Regions from separate parts of the Mus musculus genome. Here regions 1 and 2 are each linked to region 3. A link is a contact called in public Hi-C and promoter capture Hi-C data. All regions are on one chromosome and are shown on one strand. The core of a region is the stretch at or near the end of the contact, and the rest is flanking DNA. Distances in the headings are between cores, read along the strand shown. Region 1 overlaps Col6a6 (collagen, type VI, alpha 6). Region 2 overlaps Col6a4 (collagen, type VI, alpha 4). Region 3 holds the start of Col6a6 (collagen, type VI, alpha 6).

Region 1 (3,746 bases), core at 1,109-3,608, 130 kb before region 3:
GTTGACCGGTGGATACTTGTTTATCCCATCTAGAAAGAGAAAAGGCTCCGATAAAGCTCTCCGTTGGTCTGTCTGTTCTGTACAGTACCACAGCAGTTGCCAATGTCCATCCAAAGATGGTCACAGGGCATGAGAAATGTCCCAGAGAAGTCCCCAAACCAAGTTTGGGAAAGAAGTCTCTAGTGAATATGTTGGTGAATTCAAACAACTTTTCATTAAAATGCCTGTAGCTCCTAACGTCGTCAGCCATTATGAAACGCAGGCAGTCCTAATAACGCTCTTGCCTTTGATAGGAGCTCATTAGAGTTTATTTTTTGTTTTTGTGGCATATCCAAGTGCGAAGGGAACAGGGTAGTCCCTTTATGGTCTTTATGTTAGCAACACACTACATGCCTTTGGGTTCAATTCACCGATTCACTTCATTTGGAAGAGTATTAATTTTTCATAACAATAAAGCATGCTTTAATCCATTTGAAAATGCAAAGCTTTTTTTTTTTAACAGAGAAAAATTTTTAAATGTGTTATGCATGCCTGAAAGCGTGAAGTCAAAAAGATTTGTTAAGCAAATACCTTTCTGGAAAAGCCAGGCCTGGTGTCAAGTACTTACAATCCTGGCACTGGGGAGGTGACAAAAAGATAGGATTTACTGGTGATGCTGGGTTATACTGGCCAGCCAGCCTAGCCTGCTGGACAAGTTCTGCATCACTGGGAATCTCTGTCTCCAAAGGACGGTGCCTGAGGAGTGACACCTGAGGCTGTCCTCTGGCTCACACATGTACATGTGGCACATGCATGCACACATGCGCGCGCGCGCGCGCAAACACACACACACACACACAGAGCCTCTTGCTGGTTGAGTAGGTTCTTCCAACTAACAGGCATGTCCTGGACTACAACAGGGCATATGTTCAAAACTGCTCTTACAAGAAGGGCAGTATGCTCTACCATATGGCCTTCAGGGTTTTTGTCTTACATAGGAGTTTTGTTTTGAGGTAGGGTCTTACTAAGTGGCTTGGGCTGGCTTACAGCAATCCTCCTGTCTCTGCCTCTCCAAAGCAAACATTACAGGTGTGTGCTGGGCCCACCAGATCTGGCTTGGGGTTTTCTTTTCTTATTTGAACAGTATGTAGAAGGTTGCTGACTCAGCAGCTTTGCCTCCCTTAGGGAATGTGCTGCTCTGAAGTGGACCATGTCCTGCTGTCTGCTTTGTGGTCGTGCGCCAAATGAGTCACAGACACTTTGAAGGCATCCGAAGCTTCAGAGGGCATCTGGCCAAGTCTATTCTTTAAGCCTAGCACTGGTGCAGCCAGTGGCTCAGAGTAGATGATCAGCAATGAACACTGTGTTGAATGGGCATGACCATGGGCCTGTGGTAGAATTCACTTCCTGCAGCTGTGTTTTAAAGATGGCACTTTCTAGATATCACAGCTTTGGAAATGGAGTAGGCGGCTGTATCACGCTCAGTGTTCAGAACACTCTCTGTGTCTCCCGTGAGTCCCACCTGCTCTTAGCTTAAAACATTTCTGCTTTTGTCCTAAGAGGGAGGGGCTGCCTCATCTGATCATGTGACTGGCATCTGATCATGTGACTGGATGCCCAGGCAGGGAAGAGCAGGAAGAATTCTGGAATACCAGGAAGGAAATTTCAGGGCAAGTCTTACCCTCTCTCCCCCACACTTGTGGGCCATCAAGCAAGCTTCTTTTCGAGTTTACCAGAGACTTACCAAGTGGTCTTTTGGTCAACCCTTATAAAAGACTTCCTTCAGGGTGACCCCTTGCCCAAAACTCCTCTTTGGGGTTTCAGTTCCAGAATCTATGGAAATGAATCTCACTCTGGGGGGCTCACTATTCCCATACCCGTGTTTCTAAAACCTTGTATATGTGTATCCTGGGAGCTCGGGTAAGATACATCATCGGGTGGGGCTGAAGCCTGCGTCTAACCAGCCCCAGCTGGTAGTTGGTGCTGGTCCTAGACTCACACTGAGTAGGATTTGCCATCAACCCCACCAGCAGTCTCTCTGCACTGCTCAGCACATCTGCAGGCTCATCCCACCTCACTCTTCAATACGATGACAGCTTTAGGAATTAGCCAGGCACTCGCACATGCCTTCTTCAACCTGTGCATGCCTGTCTCCTTATCTGCACTCCCTTGGACAAGAGTCAGCAGGCTCTGAAAACAGATATAGTTACCCACTGCCTGTCTGCCTTCAGCCTCATATCTGGACACGGCTCCTCGGCCATCCCTGCTGCATCCAAAATGGACTGCAGATTTCTCAGGACGCCCAGCCAAGAAAAACAGCCCATGCTTGTCTCCTTACAGGCACAGTTATTCTCGTGAGTGAATCCTACAAGGTCATGGAGTTGGGAGAAAGTTATACAAAGCCATGCCTTTCATTCTGACCGATAAAAAACGATATCTCTTTAACACTCCCAGCTCAGACTTTGGAACTTGTCCAAGCAAAGCCAAGAATTGTTTCTGTTTTTCTCTGGCTTCTCTCTCTCTCTCTCTGTGTTAACTGCAGAAACCTCTTACCAAAGGGTAGCTTGTTAGGGTTACATGGCAAGGGAGCCCGAGTCCAGGCTGTGATTTCACACCCCCCAGACTACACCTCTCTGTGCAGACAGATGTGTGGACAGCTGCTTGTTATGATTGCTTCTCCATAGGAACCAGAGGCATAAAAAAAAAATATGATGAGCCAGAAAATTAAATGCTTAGGAACCAGAGTGTCCTCCCTTCCACCATCCATTATTACATATTTTCCTCTCTGACCCTGCAATGCCCTTGAAGACAAACAAGAGGTGTCCAAGCATGCACGCCAGCACATTGCCCTTCTGGGGAATTACGGAGCAGGCTCTTATGTACAGGAACAGTTTTCTGACTTACGCCTGATGGAGTTTATAAAAGACTTCACAAACTTCACACTGTATCCGTGGTCAGGTTTATGAATTCGGCCAAGCTGGATCAAGTGCTGGTCTACGGGGTGGCTGGCCAGGTCTTCCAGTTCCTTGTCATCCCAGTCAGGGCCCAAGGAAAAGACAAAGAGGGCATACCCATGACATTTGGCTCGTAGGGACTCTTTCTTTAAGGTTTCCGCATCCAGGTGGCTGGTTTCCCCAGCAGATATCACAAATATGACTTTGTTTCGTCTCAAATTGGGGGTGTTTAAAAAGACGTTGTCCAGTGCCCACCCGAGGGCATGGCCAAGAAAAGCATCTCCATGCAGCTGCTGGACTGCCTGATCCACGTGTCTCTTCATGAGGCGCTTACTGCTATAGCTGGTTAGGTTGAACTCAGTTCTAACCGGACTCCTCTGGGTGTTGGGTAGGAAGTCGAGGGGGGCATGGCTCAGCAGGGCCACCCTGTCTCCAGTGACAGATGTCTCTGGCTCCGAAGTGATTTCGAAGTGATCTAGCAGTGCCTCTAGAAAGTCTCTCATGTCTTCAAACTCTGCACTTCCCACGTGCCGAGAGCCATCCAGTAGGAATGCAGTGTCCAGGTAGGACTGAATGGGGGGTGGTTTGGCTTGGTCACACGAAGCATCCGGCTTGCATAGATCTGCAAACCAAGTCATTTAGAGTTACTAAGCAGATCGAGACAAAGAGTAGGAAGGTTCTACCTCAGCTATTTGAGCATGCAGGCACTACATAGATTTTGCTCATAAAATAGTTATATCTCTGACACCAAGAGTGAGAGTTTATCACCAAGATGTCCAGATCTGATACCAGGCTGTGAGTCCTTGACTCCAT
Region 2 (3,639 bases), core at 952-3,451, 220 kb after region 3:
ACAGAGGTCTGAAAAACCAAATACCCATCTTCTCGTGGTCCCTGGAATTCTGAGGTCCCCTCTCTCCCTCGGTCTCTGGTCAAATGCCTCAGTCCCAATGGTAGCCCTCTTGGCCGCTTGGTCCTTTGTCCTTTACACTTCAGCACATCCTGGATGCAGTGGCCAGTCCCTACCCTGTCATTTCTCTACCTGTGTATTCACTTCAGTGGCGATCTTATATCTACTTTCACGATTTCTTGACCAATGTCTGTCTCTCCCCAGGAAAGTCAGTCCTGAAATCCAGAGGTACATCTGTTTTTACCTTCCACTCTAAATTATGTCTGGGTTCCAACAGATGCTTGGTTGATACTGATGATTGACCAAATAAAGGGGAAAGACTCTGTGTTTTTCTCCATTGTGTCCCAGTAACACTTTATTTATACCATTGACATCCTTGATCATGGCAAACCTTGTACTACAGTCTTTGTATAAACTATACAGGTTATTTATTAGCCCTTTGCTAGCCATAGCCAAGACATATTTATTGTTGAATCACTCCCTGTGGGTAGCAAAATGTTGTCTTGGGTAGAAGACACCTGATGGATATTTATTGAATTTATCTCAATTTAACTGAAACATAAAGCTTTTTATGTTAGGGAAGCATGGTGTCCCACATTGTCTCCAAACTATGACCCACAAAGTCCTCGTTTTTAGTTGGACTTTCTAGTTGGAAAGTAAACCTTAATAAAGAGATATGCATTTTAGTTCTCTCCTTCTGTTTCCCTATCAGGAAGCTGATCCACAGCCCTGATCATGCATCCCAGAAATAAAAGCACTACCTTAATTCCACCCAGGGTACAAACAATGACAAGCAAATAAATTTAACCTCCTATGTAAACCTAGCAATAAATAGACATTGACTCTAGGTTTTCATGAGATGGCTCCTCTAGCCAAGTTGGAGTCTATGCTCGATTAGTAATGTCTGCCATGGGCACAGAATAGGAGAAGTAAAGTCCATGCAACAGGTATCTCCCTTCCCCTCTACAGAACTAAATCCAGGACAGGAAACAGAAAGTAATCACCAGCAAAGACACAAAGAAGAGAGAGATCCCTATAAACAGCCAGAGTGGAGGCTTGTGTAGCAACTACTCCTAACTGAAACATTTTATCCTGGAGGAAGGCTACCTTCGATTCAGGAAGCAAGCAACTCACAAGTCTCAGGAAGTTCCTGAAATATCTAAGACTCACAAGGGTTCCCCAAAGTTATGGAAGCAGTAAAGAATGGTGAGGAGAGGAGGTGCTCTGCCATCTGGAGCCTTTGTTTGAGGAGATTCTGTAACCTGACCTATCCAGTTGTCTGCAGTCACGATTAGAGTTGCAGGGTTACGGTCTCTGGGAGTCATCATCATGCAGTGCTGGGCCTTTTGGTAATACAGTTAGTTTCTTTTTAATCATGCATACCCCATAAGTAACCTTTCACCCAGACATCTGTAAGTGACCCCAATAAACTCAACATTTCACCAAGCAGGACTCTGAACTCTGGAAGAATCGTTACTTTGGTCTGTCCTTGGTTTGCTATCTGGAGTGAGGAGGCATTGGTTCATGCCTCCCCAGGAAAAGTCTCCCACAACATCAGAAAAACTATCATGAGAAAGAAGGAAAGGGAACCAGACAATCAAAAACAAGTCAGTGTTCAAATGAGCACTGAGGACGGAAACGTGGAAAAGGCATGCATGTGGGGAGTGGCAACACCAACATGGACAAACACACAGGGGCCGGTAAGCATGAGGAATGTTCTAGAGGCAGAGACTGGTATAGTTTGGCTGGGAGGGAGGCTAAAGGGTCCTGGTGGGAGACTATGTCATCAGTGACAGGGACCCATAAAGAGCTTATGAGTCACAGAGTGACCCACTCACGGTACAAAGCACACGGGTTAAGTCCTACATTCAGCAACTAGGTTCATAATCCACCCTTCAGGTCCCAAGCAAAGCTTTCAAAGGGTCATGTGAATTACTGCCTTTCACACTCAGACTCAAACAAAACCACTAGATGATTCCTTCCAACTGCTTAAACTGCTGCTGTCTGATAATGCATCAGAAAGATGACAGAGAAAAACACCCGCATATTTTACCCGACTGCCGCTGCTTCCTTTCTCTCCAGATGGCCCTGCGGCTCCACGATCGCCCTAGGAAAAGAAAAAGAAAATAGACAAGGCATCTTTATCCTATTAGTCACTCTGGAAGCTTTCTTTGTGTCATCTTACATTCTAGCCAAGAGTGAGAATGTACATTAGCACCCTTGGCAAGAGGACAGATCAGGGGCCCTGAGTAACTCTCACACCAAAAACAATCTCAGTTACCAGATTTCATACGTTAAGATGACAAATAAAAAGAAATTCTTAGTGTTCTCAATGAAGAAAAGGCAGATAGCATTTTAAGAGAATCAATTAGAACTTCTTGAACTGGAAAAAAAAAATGAGTGGATTTAAAATTCTACGGGCATGTTAAATCGCAGAGTAAAGTCAGAAATAGTAAATTAGAAACCAAAGCTTAAGAATGTAAATCTTAAATCTCTGTATTTTCTCCGTGGTCTTAGGTGACCCCTGAGAAAAAGCTGTTCAACCCCCAAAGGGGTTGCAATCCACAGGTTGAGAACGGATGGAACAAAGGAAACAGATGCTATGCTCTGTGTCTCACATGTCTCTCGAAGTCTACGTGATGCATCTGATCCCAGCGTGTGGGTGCGAGGAGATGCTGTGGACCTTTAAGAGGTGTGACCTGGTGGGAGGTCCTCAGGCCACCAGATCGAACCCTTGAAGGGAACCCTGGGACCCCAGCCCTTTCTTCTTTTCCTCCTTCTTCCCAATCATGAAGAGAGCAGATCTTCCCACCACACGCTCCCCAGAATTCTCTTCTGGGGTTCCCCCATCGAGGGCTTTGGAGAAAGGGGTCCACCTAACCACGGACTTGAATCTTAAAATCATGAGCCAAGAAAATGAGCCTTTTCTCTCTATATGCAAATCAACTTGGGTATCTCATTATTGGACAGGAAGCTGACGAATACAATACCGAAGCTTAAAACTTCAATAGGGTAATTTTCTACGGATTTTCTAAGATCTGTAGAAGGCATAAATAGATCCAAAGGCTTAACAAGTTCCAAGCAGAATAAATAACATGAAACCTACACCTGGAGACGTCTTATTGAAACTGTCAAAACTAACAGCAATGGGGACTATTTTAATGCAACCTGATATATATTTTTGAAATGCTGCTTGCTGAGAGATAATTATTTTGACAGCTTCTTAGAAGTAATAATGAAAAATCCAAGGCAAAAGAAGACAGAAACTAAGAAGACATTCTCAAAGTGCTGAGAAGGGACAACTCTCAAAACAGAATTGTTTACTCAGTGAGTTATCTTTTTTTTTTTTTTCTGAACTAGAAAACATAAAATAAAGAGATTGCAGAGAAACAAAAGCCAAGGGAGTTTACAATGAGCCTGACCCTAACGGAAAGTCTGCCAGTTGTTTCTTGTTTTGTTTCATTTCACTTTGTTTCCATTTTTAAGATATATACTATTAAAAGGAAGGTATCTGTGATGCTAATAAATGTGGGAGCAAAGCTAAAAGAAGACCAGCTCTATAGGACAACTTGGACAACAAAG
Region 3 (4,113 bases), core at 1,046-3,545:
GGTGAATTATGAAAAAAAAAAAACTTGTAAGTAGCCTGAGGTGACAGGTGAAAATGGTTGGCTTCTCTCTTGACCAGAAACTGTACAGACTCATAATAAGCAAGAGGTGAAATCTTTATGTTCACTTTAAGAGCACCCAGGAAGTTACCGAGGCCATCAAGGGTGTGTATATGTGAAAAGCCACCAAGTATCTGAAAGATGTCCCTTAAAGAAGCAATGGAGGCAGGCGGTAAGAAAGTGGTTCAGCAGCCACAGGCAAGCACTGTTCTTCTAGAGGACCCAAGTGGAGAGAAAGCTCAGTGGTTAGAGAGAGCTTACTGCTCCTGCAGAGGGCCAGAGTTCAGTTCCTGGTACTCAGGGCCAGTGACTCTCAACCGTCTGTGACTTCAGCTCCAGAGGATCTGACACTTTAGACGCACAGGCGACACCCAGGTGCACACACACAATTAAAAGTTAAATAAGTGACTTAAAAATATGAGCAATGTGTGCCGCCTTAGTAGTACAAGCCTGCAAATAGGTAGATGTCCCAGGCCCAGCCATGCAGATTCAAGGTGTCTGAATGAGAGCTACACATTTAGCTGAGCCTGCTTAACACTGCAGAGTGTATCTGAGAAGGAGCTGGATGTGGCTTCTCTGGTCTCAGAGCATCTCCAGGTGAACCAAGCACCCATGATGTCCAACCACACTTAACAGAGCTCAGAGCAGGACGGTCCCACACCTCAGCGTCCCCTGCCGCATGGACGTGAGACTCAAAAGGAACGAACTGGACCTACACTGAAAGAGGAGGCTGAATAGAAGGGAGAGATGCTCCAGAAGAACCCGAGGAAGCAAAAGCTTGTGCATGGGAATAAATGCAAAGAATAAACAAAACTAAAAGTGGTACCCATCAACTAGGACCTTTAAAATGGGCAGCACGTGGCTCTAGCCAGGGCTCCGCCACGAAGAGCTTGTACTAAGCTCTCCCTGGACTAAGTTGTTTCCCCAGCACCTGCATTGAGCAGCGCACAGCCACTTGTCACCCTGGCTGCAGGAGATCTGAAGCAGTCCTCAGGTACTGGCACGCACACATTCCCCTTACACACACACAGACACACTTTAAAAATAAATAAATCTTTAAAAATTAAATTGGCACTGTGACTATTGGAGTCTATAGCAGAAAGGAAAAACCAAACCCTTAAGAACAGCTTTCTAGTGTTCTGTCTTGAGTCTTAGGTAATCAGCAACACCCCAATTTCTCAATGATCCCCGGTTCTCCCTGTTGACTCCCTGGCATTCACAAAAGTCCTCTTCAAACATCTCCATACTGATAATTTCTAAAAAGGATCCACAAGAAATCCTATCACAAGAGGCCACAAAGAAACGAACCATTACTTCCTAGTTCCAGGGTTTTCCCTTCCTCTTCTGGCCTCTGGTTGAAATTACGTCCAAGGTTGGTTACGAGCCAGGCAGTCTGGGCTCCACTCATAGTAGAATGTCACTGGGAATTGATTTTTGAAAAGACACGCTTTGCCTGCCTCCCTCATGCCCTGCACCACCAACAAAACCCTGACGTTACCTTTAATAGTTTAGTGTGACACTGGGCAGGGAAACATAGATGCTGTGTACCTGCAGGCTTGCAACGGCTTTGCCTGGTTAAGTGGCTCTGTGTGCCTGCCACGCTCCAGGCCCCATGCTGGATGTGGGAACAAAGTATTGAGCAAGGCACCTCTCATTCCAGGAGAACCCCGAGTATGTGGTGGGGGAACTCCCAACCCAAATCAGGGAATGACTAGCTCATACTGCTGATTCTTCAACACCCTGATGAAGAAGGCAGAAAAGGAGAAGGAGGAGGAGGAGGAGGAGGAGGAGGAGGAGGAGGAGGAGGAGGAGGAGAAAGAGAATGAGGAAAAGGAGAAGGAGAAACAACTAACAGAGCCCATAGAATTCAGCTCACTCTGTCTGGGGTGGATGAAAACCTCCAAAGAGGCACTGTCAAGACCTTTAAATGCAGTTTTTCTTCACCTTGGTCCTTCTCGTAGCCTCTCTCAACTGGCTGATCCACTGCCTCCCCTCACTGACCATTTATTAACTCTGTTCTGTTTCTTTCCCAGCGGACATTGGCTGCTGAACTTACCTCAGGGAAACTTCTACCCAGCCTGGGTGGATTTGAGGAGTGTACACCCAGAGCGCACAGTCCCCAGCACAGGATAGCTTAGCAGCTGGAGAGCAGGGGAGCCTGGATGTGACTCTGCGCGGCAAGGAAGCCTCTGGCCTCTGGGGTCCCGCGGGCTGCAGCTCCCACGCCCCAGGCTCCGCAGATGAATGCTGCTCTCCACGCCCTGGTGGCCCCCAGGGCTCCGCGTGCTGCTCAAGCCTTGGGAAGGTGACAGAAGAGGGAAGGGGGGCGGATTTTGGAGGCTGGCACTATCCCGCCTGTTTCTCTGCAACGTGGACCGCCCCCAAACTCCTGGACTGCAGACCCTGGGGGAAAGTGGAGGGTGGGGACTTTGGGGCGTGCTTGGAGCTTGCCTTCACTCTCTGCGCTGGAGCGCACCAAAGCAATCTCTCTACTTCTAGTACTAACCGCTCAGGAGAGGAATGGGGTGCAGTGAGGTAGTCTAAGAGGTTTCGAATGGTAGAGACTTCTCCCTTCTCCCTGTCCTAAAGCTAGTCACTCTATTCGCTTTCTTTTCATTCATCCAGCCTTGTGCAGTGTAGCACAGATATCTGACCACCTGCTGTGCACCTTGAGTAGGTGCCCAGGCCACAAAACCATTGAAATTGCAACATCTGCTCACTGTCAATGCAGAGACACACTTGGAGACAGAAGGTGAAAGGTATTTGCTGGGTAGGAAACTCAGAAAAGGCAATTCTAGCTCAAGTTTTGGAGATCTGTAGAAACGCTTAATTCTCAAATAAATTCTAAAGATTAAGCTAGAATCTGAGAGTCCCAAACACACGAACGAACGCAAGGAAGGACAAAGGGGGCCATGAGTCCCCTTTGGGAGAACCGGAACTCTGCTTCTCGGAACTTGCTGTGTGGTCATCTTGGGGCAGGGAAGGTATGAAGAGGAGGTAAGTTTGTGTGTGGGCGAACAGGGATGAAACCCACAGCCTAATTCTGGTATAGGTTCCACCTGTTCCATTTGGCAACACAGTGTCAGCTTCACGGAGGACAAGTTCAAGATAGAAGTGGTTTGCCACAGAGAATGACTTAAGCCAGACTATCCACCAGCTGCAACTTTGGCCACACCTTACTTTTTTTTTCTTTTTCTCTTCCTTCCTTCCTTCCTTCCTTCCTTCCTTCCTTCCTTCCTTCCTTCCTTCCTTTCTTTCTTCCCTTAAAGTTATACTTATATATTATGTGTGCATGTCTCTCTGTGTGTGTGTGTGTGTGTGTGTGTAGGGGGATGGGGGAGAGAGAGAGAGAGAGAGAGAGAGAGAGAGAGAGAGAGAGAGAGAGAGAGAGAGAGAGAGAGAGAGAGAGGCTGAGCACAGCTTTATGGAGTTGATTCTCTTCTACCTTGAGTCCCAGGAAATGGAACCAGCAAATGCCTTAATCCACTACACTCTTTTATAAAGAATTATTTATTATATTTTATGTCTGTGAGTACACTATAGCTGTCTTCAGACACACCAGTGTGAACCACCATGTGGTTGCTGAGAATTGGACTGAGCCATCTCTCCAGCCCATTCCACTATACTCTTTAGTCGGGCCATCGGGCTCTTTCTTAATGGTGTATAAAGGCATGAGTTAATGTCCCTCACTGTGTCTCCTGGATCAATCACAGACTTTGTGTTCTTCTCAGAGATTCCACACAAGGATAGGTATCTTCAAAATGGCGGTTCCATACCTCCTGTGGTTGGTCAAGAGGGCAGCTGAGAGGACACTGAATTTGCAACATTAGCAGGTGTCTCATGTGGAAAGAGTTGAGATTTCTGAGTGGCAGTTTCTCATCGATCACCAGCCCACCCAAAGTCACTTGCCAAAGTGTCCTACACACTCCAATGTTGCCCATCCAGTAATTTTCTCATAAAAAGCCCAGTGTGCCAGGAGGGTTTCTGGAAGTCAAGAGCCTGAGACTCCTGGCTCTGCCAGGACGTAATGAACCCCAGGCTCAGCTCATGGCAGGC

The links. Promoter capture Hi-C pulls out the DNA fragments that hold promoters and counts their contacts. A called contact is a pair of places that touch in the nucleus more often than the background predicts.
Region 1: a contact with region 3 is called in a Hi-C map of uterus, with 2.5 times the contacts expected there. The contact joins the enhancer-like site here to the promoter of Col6a6 in region 3. A contact is called at or near these places in 11 of 39 promoter capture datasets (the 3T3-L1 cell line, the C10 cell line, Sertoli cells and 5 more), 4 of 484 Hi-C or Micro-C datasets (liver, nephron progenitors and uterus), 4 of 115 datasets of contacts at active chromatin or transcription factors (the 230-238 cell line, fibro-adipogenic progenitors and large pre-B cells) and 4 of 9 other capture datasets (adipose tissue, embryonic stem cells, liver and 1 more).
Region 2: a contact with region 3 is called in a promoter capture Hi-C map of trophoblast stem cells, with 2.5 times the contacts expected there. The contact joins the enhancer-like site here to the promoter of Col6a6 in region 3. A contact is called at or near these places in 7 of 39 promoter capture datasets (the 3T3-L1 cell line, cranial neural crest, embryonic stem cells and 2 more), 2 of 115 datasets of contacts at active chromatin or transcription factors (astrocytes and embryonic stem cells) and 1 of 9 other capture datasets (embryonic stem cells).

What each region holds. Positions count from the first base shown.
Region 1 is chr9:105,695,778-105,699,523 of GRCm38.p6, forward strand. It overlaps Col6a6 (collagen, type VI, alpha 6), which reads right to left. Exons shown (of 37, transcript NM_001102607.1): 35 at 2,884-3,555; 36 at 1-29. Among named protein-coding and RNA genes, the nearest start is that of Pik3r4, 55 kb to the left of the region's middle. Within about 2 kb of position 2,359, at least 22 of the 459 cell types and tissues checked have an H3K27ac peak or open chromatin away from gene starts, as enhancers often do. A contact at or near this core is called in Sertoli cells, adipose tissue and uterus, where this site is marked.
Region 2 is chr9:106,042,115-106,045,753 of GRCm38.p6, forward strand. It overlaps Col6a4 (collagen, type VI, alpha 4), which reads right to left. Exons shown (of 38, transcript NM_026763.2): 17 at 2,111-2,164. Among named protein-coding and RNA genes, the nearest start is that of Col6a4, 53 kb to the right of the region's middle. Within about 2 kb of position 2,202, at least 19 of the 459 cell types and tissues checked have an H3K27ac peak or open chromatin away from gene starts, as enhancers often do. A contact at or near this core is called in trophoblast stem cells, where this site is marked.
Region 3 is chr9:105,825,790-105,829,902 of GRCm38.p6, forward strand. It overlaps Col6a6 (collagen, type VI, alpha 6), which reads right to left and starts at 2,296. Exons shown (of 37, transcript NM_001102607.1): 1 at 2,114-2,296.